Linked DNA regions of Sus scrofa: region 2 is linked to region 1. Evidence: chromatin contacts called from public promoter capture Hi-C data. All regions are on one chromosome and are shown on one strand. Each heading gives the region's core, a stretch centred on a gene start, on an enhancer-like site or on the middle of the called end of the contact. The rest is flanking DNA. Distances are from core to core; before and after follow the strand shown.

Region 1 (3,880 bases), core at 373-2,872:
CTGTCGGCGAGCTGCTGTGTTAGGAGGAACTTATTAAATCTGTTAACAGTGACCACAGCAGCAACGTGAACAGAGACGCTGATTGGAACTGGGGGGCATAGTTTCTCTTTGTGATTGCCAAGAGCCAGCAGCTCCCAAAAAAATAAACATTCCCAGGCAGCACTCTTCAGTATTTGTCCTGACATCGGAGACTGGGTAGAGTCATTAAAAAAGAATGCTGTCCTTTCCTGACTAACGACCTTCTGCAGTGGTGTCTAGCTAGTTCGTACTACTGAGCACATCTTCAGACCACCTCTTAGGAAGGCGGATGTCACGTGACAAACAGCCATGGGCATGTTTATTTACACCCCACCTGCATGACTCAGACGCGGGGCTGCAGGGCTCACGGTCCAAACACGCCTGCCTTACTCACCTTCCTTGCCGACCGGCGGCCACACCCGGGGCGCAGGGAAACACGCCCCTTTAACGTCGCTTGCACAACCAACACAGTAACGGAACGCTAAAGAGACTGGTTATTTCTTGTACCCGAATGCTGCCTCTTCAAGTGGGTTTTCAGGCCCCTAATCCACATATTTCTCTCCCTACCAGGCTGAACAGCAGCGAGGGAGGGGATGTGCGGGTTTGGCCGGAGCCACAGGGTCACCTGGCGCGGGGAGCGGGCCAGGGCCCGCGAGTTGGGGGGATGGGAGAACCGGGGACTCCGCGGTGGGGGAAGGGAGACCCTCCGCGGAAGGGACGTGGGGGAGGGGAGGCCCTCCGCGGAAGGGACGTGGGGGAGGGGAGACCCTCCGCGGAAGGGACGTGGGGAGGGGGGTCCTCCGCGGTGCGGGCAGACCCCGGGCCCGGCAGCGTGTCCCATCAACGATGTCTAGATTTCGTCGTCCCAGACAAGGCCGGAGCATCCTAACAGTAAAGCGTGACTAAAGCGCAACAACGCTGCTCTACAGACAACTAAAAACCAGCCTGTGTGATGCGGAGGCTTGTGTTTTAGGGCAGACATCACCGCCCAGGTCGTGGACCTCTCTTGACCGGGCCGGGTGGCTTTCTCGATAAGTCGCCGCAGAGCCGGCGGTCTCCTCGCCGAAAACAATATTGGAGGGGTCCGGGCCTCCGTGGCGGGAGCAAAGCACCCCTCCTCCCCCTCCCGCCGGAAGTACGCGTCTCCGGCGAAGGCGCGCCTCTGCCGCGCACGCGCACTCAGTTACTTAGCAACGTCGGCGCTGAACCACCCCGGAGGGAGCCCAGCAACAGCCGAGCCACCAATCAGCGCCGGCCTCGCCTCCCACGCCTCACCAATCAGCACCGGCGCAGCAAGGAAGTTTCCAGAGCTTTCGAGGAAGATCCCCTTAACTCGAATTCATCCGCCTGATCATTTCCCTACCTTTTCCTAAAGGAGGAGCAGAACAACCTGGAAGAGAGGAGAGCTGAATTTTTTAGGATCCTTTCTTCCGGTTTGAGGAATTCAGGGCTCCGCTGAGGGGCCTCGCTGCGTCGCGGAGGTGAGGCCGAGGGAACTACTTTCAGCAGCGCACGGATACGGCGCCTACGCAAGCGTGATGAGTGACGCAACAGACGTTGCATAAATTTCGGCCCCGCCGAGCCGCAGCGTTCAGAAGCGACTGGCATTGTTGGCGGTTTCGCTGTTGCGGTCGAGGTGATTCGGTGTGATTGGCTTCACAGCGTCTGTGCCTTCACTCACAGGTACTGAGCCTTCGCCCGTGAGCGTGGGGAGCAGTGGAGAGGGGTTCCCGGGGCGGGCGACCCGGCGGGTCTCAGGCGGGGCGGGGTGGGGGAGGGGAGGCGCGCTGACGCGGCGCCGGCCTTTGCGGAAGAGCGGGCCTTGTTTACGTGTGGGGCGCGGGGGCGCTTGGCGCGGGCGCCCGCAGAGGTCAACGGACACTTAAGCGAGGGAGATTCCATCGTGTCTGCCCCAGGGGGGAAGGTGGGAAAGAGGTAGTATAGCCGGGCTTCTGGAAACCTTGTTCCGAATCCTGACGTGGAGAGGGTGTCGCACCCACCTCCCAACGGGAATTTCAATGCTACCGTCATTAGGTTAGGGGGACGTTGGGGGCTGGCGGCGGCGAACCTAACGAAGTATCTGGAGCAGTTGAGAAAGATTTGGATCCTGGTCTGGGCAAGCAGTTGCGATTATTCTCCACCCTGCTTTGATTGACATCTTGACTAAGGAATCGTGTGTTCGGTGGCTTCATTCTCGCGTAGTCTAGTCAAAATCGGGGGAGGTTTGTGAGGGACCTTAATCTCTTCAAGGCATTTTGGAGTAATAGGTCGTTCCAAAGAACTGGTTAGATACGAATAGTGAAACATCGTGAGGTGATACAGTACGTTTTCTTGAACTCTATAGGTCAAAATGCAGATCTTCGTGAAGACCCTGACCGGCAAGACCATCACCCTGGAGGTGGAGCCCAGTGACACCATCGAGAATGTGAAGGCCAAGATCCAGGATAAGGAGGGCATTCCCCCCGACCAGCAGAGGCTCATCTTTGCAGGCAAGCAGCTGGAGGATGGCCGCACTCTTTCTGATTACAACATCCAGAAAGAGTCCACCCTCCATCTGGTTCTGCGTCTGAGGGGTGGTATGCAGATCTTCGTGAAGACCTTGACCGGCAAGACCATCACCCTGGAGGTGGAGCCCAGTGACACCATCGAGAATGTGAAGGCCAAGATCCAGGATAAGGAAGGCATTCCCCCCGACCAGCAGAGGCTCATCTTTGCAGGCAAGCAGCTGGAAGATGGCCGCACTCTTTCTGATTACAACATCCAGAAAGAGTCCACTCTCCATCTGGTTCTGCGTCTGAGGGGTGGTATGCAGATCTTCGTGAAGACCTTGACCGGCAAGACCATCACCCTGGAGGTGGAGCCCAGTGACACCATCGAGAATGTGAAGGCCAAGATCCAGGATAAGGAAGGCATTCCCCCTGACCAGCAGAGGCTCATCTTTGCAGGCAAGCAGCTGGAAGATGGCCGCACTCTTTCTGATTACAACATCCAGAAAGAGTCCACTCTCCATCTGGTCCTCCGTCTGAGGGGTGGCTGCTAATTCTCCAGTCTTGCATTCATAATGCCCACTGATGGCATTACTCTGCACTCTAGCCATTTGCCCCAATTTAAGTTTAGAAATTACCAGTTTCAGTAATAGCTGAACCTGTCCAAAATGTTAATAAAGGTTTTGTTGCATGGTAGTGTATTTGTTGTCTGTTCGGAAATTATGTAGTGGTAGAGGCTCCTAACAACTTTGAGATTGTCCATGTGACCATAATTAAGTCATTTGACTTTGGTTAAACACTGCGTACGAACTGTGTCCTTTGTCCAGGGTTTTTTACAAGTCAGGTAAGATTCTACTGTAATTAAAGCTATTTCCAAGTGTGAGCCATTTAAAATTTTTGGAGTATGAAGGCATATTGAGGGAAAGCATACTTGCCTGTTTCTCAAATAGTAACCTAATTAAGACTTCTAGAGTATTTTTGGTTAAGGCTTCTCAATTGTTTTCAAGTCTTAAGATGATTATTTGGCTGTTAGCTTTTTGTTTCCTCTTTAGGGCATTACAGTTAAGTGTTGAATGGTAGGAAATGAAATAGAACCTTGCTTATATGAACTGATAGGAGAATCAAGTGGAGCCCTAGTTAACAGGCTAGGAAGGGTATCCTATCTGAGGCAGTTTGCTGATTTTGGTGTTAGCCAATTAAGATGGCTCCTAATAACAGGTTTACCTCATTGTAAGAAAAATCTAAGTCCTACACGAGCTTTTTTTGTTTTCCCATGCCACTAAGTGCTAGACACTGTATTTCCAATATGAATAAAACTAAGGGAGTAAGAACCTCTGGGCACAAGGTACTCTACAAGGCTTTATTCTCAACCTTTT
Region 2 (3,359 bases), core at 330-2,829, 2.2 Mb before region 1:
GCCGCCAGGAGCAGGGGCAGGCAAGGACCCACACCCTCGCCAGGACCCCACAAGCCCTCCAGCTGCCTGCCCCCCACACACACACACCCAGAAAAAGAGAAGCAGGGACAACCCCTGATGCGGGCCGCTGAGCTCCAGCTGTTGCCTTTCTCCCCCTCACTCTGCAGCTACAATCCAAACAGAGGCAAAGCCTTGATCCCACATGGCTGAGGCCTTTCCAGCTAGAAAAACTGTGACCACGCGAGCCCTTCGCCTCATCACCCACACTGGCCTAAAACTCTTCAGGGTTCACCGTCTCATGCCCAGAGTCCACAGTCCACGGAAGCAGGTGTGATAAGGACACCGGGGCCCAGAGACGCTCCTGCCGCTGGGATGAGGCAGCAGGCTGGGGGGGCAGCCCATTCATCAGGGCTGTGTCCGGTTTGGAAACGTCTCACGCAGCCCAGCCCGCCAAGACTCCGACAGGCCAAAACATCCTTGCCTCTCCCTGCCAAAAAAATCCCCCTTTTGCCCTCCAAGTCTCGTCCTCCCCCTCTGCATGACAAATCCGGCCGCCGCAGCCGCCACCTCACAAAAATTTCCAGGAAGGCCGGCTACTTGGAGAAGACAAGAGCAAGCCCATTGCACAGCCAGCACCCGGCCTGGCAGTGGCCCAGGACCCACAGGCAGCGGGACAGACCTGGGACCAATCAACCCTGGAGACATGCGCAGGAGAGGGTGAGCTCCCTGGTGCAGAGGAGGCTGCAACTCGGGACAAGGCGAGCCCATGAGAGGGGGCTGTGCAGCAGAGCCAGGTGGGAGGCTCAGGGAGGTTCCCAGGGAGACAGGGCTGCAGGGCGGGATGCAGGCAGGCCAGGGAGCGCACAATGTGGAGCCTAGGAGGATGGAGCGCGGTGGGGGTTGGGGGGGAGACGGGGAGTTCTGAGCTGGAGCCTAGCCAGGGCACCCACACGGGAGATCCCCAGCAGGGGGCACCGCTGGGGCCCAGACGTGGAGCCAGTTAAATCCCAGCCTGGATGCAACCCCGGTATCCAGAAGTGGAAGCGGGCTGGGCGCGGGCTCAGAGTGACTCCCACCTCGGTCCAGCTGAGGGACCCGGATTGGGAGAGTTCCTGTCCAGGGTGCAGTTAAGGCCCAAACCGGGAGGTCAGATGGACGTTCCTGACCCGGAGCGGGGTGATCAGGACCAGACCCCCGCCTGAGTTTGGGCCTGGGTGCAGCCCCAAAGCCTAAAATGGGACCCAGTCGAGGTCCCAGGATGGGCGCGGGACCGAAGAGCGAGAGGTTCGAGGCCGGGCCAGAGGACCGCGCAAGACTCGCGTCTGCAGTCCAGGCGCTCCTACCTTTGGGCGGGGGCACGCCGGCGGGAGGACTCGCGGCGGGCGACTCCATGGTGCAGGCGGGTCGGGGCGGCAGCGGGATTAGTCCAGGGGGCGACGGGCTGGGCCCGAGCGGAACGCGCTCATGGCTGCGGGCGGGCGGCCCGGGCGGCGGCCAGGGCGGCGGCGAGGACGCGACCGCGGCAGGCGGCGGCGGGGCCAGACTGGGCAGCGCGACTGGGGCCCCGGCCGGACGGCGCCGACGCAAGCCCCGCCCCGCACCCCCATTGGTCCTCCGGTCTCCGGGGCCCGGCCCCTGCCTATCAAACGCGGGCCCGGGGCTGCCCGTCAAGCTCAAGCCTCGCCCTCCGTTGGCCGGGGATGTGGCTCCTCCCACCGCCTGTCAAGCCCGCCTGCCACCTGGAAACCAGTCAGGCTCCGCACCCCCGCCGACCAGGCGCAAGCCCCGCCCACCCGGACTCGAGCCCCGCAGTGTGCGCAGCGACCGGGTGTCCCCGGCGGCCTGGCGGAGGCCCTGGGGAGCAGGAAGGCGGGTGCCGCCGGTGGGCTCGAAGTGCGCCCCGGGGGTGAAGCTGGGGTCAGATCCCGATTCGACTACTTCATAGCGGGGCTGACCTGGGCAAGTCAGGCCACCCGAGCCTGTTTTCGCGTCCCCGCCTCCCGGCGCTGCTGGTGGGAAGAGACCCTGGCTTCCACCGACACGCAAGAGGTGTTTGTTGACTGAATGCCCGGCGTGCGCATGTTTATTCCGTATTCAGCAACGGCTGGGGACACAAAGGCCGGCTTGGTGGTACCTGGGGAGAAGTCAGCAAACGTCGGTAGCTCTGAGGGCTGTGTCCCCTGCCCCCGCCCGGTTCTACACGTGCGGAAACAGCCTTAGCGAGTAAGACGGCATCTCAAAGCATTTCAGCCAAGGTCTAGTCCTGGCTCTCTCCCACGCCCTTGATTCCGTCCCTCCTCCTCTCGAGGCCTCAGTCTGCTCATCTGTATAATGTCCAGTCGGGCCGGTGCCCTTTCTGCTCCCACGTGGGAGCTTGGGATTTCAGGAGCCACTGACCAAGCTGGCAAACTGGGACCAGGACTTGGATAGCCGGCCTGGCAAAGGTCACAGGGTCAGCCCCTGGCTTCAGGCAGGTATGAGCGTGTGACCTGCCAGGCATCTCACGTGAGGGAAGCAGATTCCACCACCTGCTAGAAAGGCGTGGAGCCTTCCTGCTTTTAAGACAGAGGTGACCCTCGGGGCCCACCCACACAGTCAGATGAGATAAGGGGAGGCCTACTAATTATCATTATTTCCTCCTGTGTCTCTGGCTCATCTTTCCCGGCAGTGGGCAGAAAGGCATGAGCTATGGACTCCTCAGGCTACGGGTTCAAATGCCAACACTGCTGCTTACAGCCCTGTCCCATGGGGACAACGAGGCCTCTCTGAAATTAGTCCATGACCGCCACCTTGGAAGTGCCTGGCTTCAGGCCTGGAACTCACTAGGTGCCCAAGAGATGTTTGTAAACACACTGTGGACACCTCCTACAGGAAGCGCTCACCACTCCTGGGTGTCTGGAGCTGCCCAGAGCACTCTGTCCCAAATGGGTCATGTGGCCTCAGGACCTGCTGCTTATCCATCTGGGAAACAGGCACTGGCAGCAGCTACCTTCTTCCTGGGACTGCAGGCCTGCTCCTGCTGGTTTTCTTGGTTCAGGCCCCCAGTGGCCGCTAGGACTTCTGCTCCTCCCATGGTACCCCCCACCGCTTTGCTCTGCCTGTGCCATGTGCAAGGGTCTCAGTGCTGCCCCTTGAACATGCCACTACCCACCCTGCCTGGCTGCTGCTGTCCCCTCTGCCCACAACCTCTTTCTCCCCCACCTCCCACCATAATTCCCGGGGCTTTCATCCTGCAGGCCTCCTCTTAAAGGAACTCCCTCAAAAGACCTTTCTGGCCACCCCCCACCCCCAAATCAGTTTTCATTCTCTGCACAGCACTCTGCCACCAATGCCTTTCTTATTTACCCTGCTTTTACTCT

What was found. Promoter capture Hi-C pulls out the DNA fragments that hold promoters and counts their contacts.
Region 2: a contact with region 1 is called in a promoter capture Hi-C map of liver, with 11 times the contacts expected there. The contact joins the promoter of MAP2K3 here to the promoter of UBB in region 1. A contact is called at or near these places in 2 of 5 promoter capture datasets (fetal liver and liver) and 1 of 47 Hi-C or Micro-C datasets (liver).

What each region holds. Positions count from the first base shown.
Region 1 is chr12:59,170,583-59,174,462 of Sscrofa11.1, reverse strand. It overlaps UBB (ubiquitin B), which reads left to right and starts at 1,622. Exons shown (of 2, transcript NM_001105309.1): 1 at 1,622-1,701; 2 at 2,363-3,174. The coding sequence starts at 2,369. The coding sequence ends at 3,058. The region is part of intron 2 of LOC102164714 (a long non-coding RNA gene); the gene reads right to left.
Region 2 is chr12:61,394,557-61,397,915 of Sscrofa11.1, reverse strand. It overlaps MAP2K3 (dual specificity mitogen-activated protein kinase kinase 3), which reads right to left and starts at 1,579. Exons shown (of 12, transcript XM_021068056.1): 1 at 1,344-1,579. The coding sequence starts at 1,392.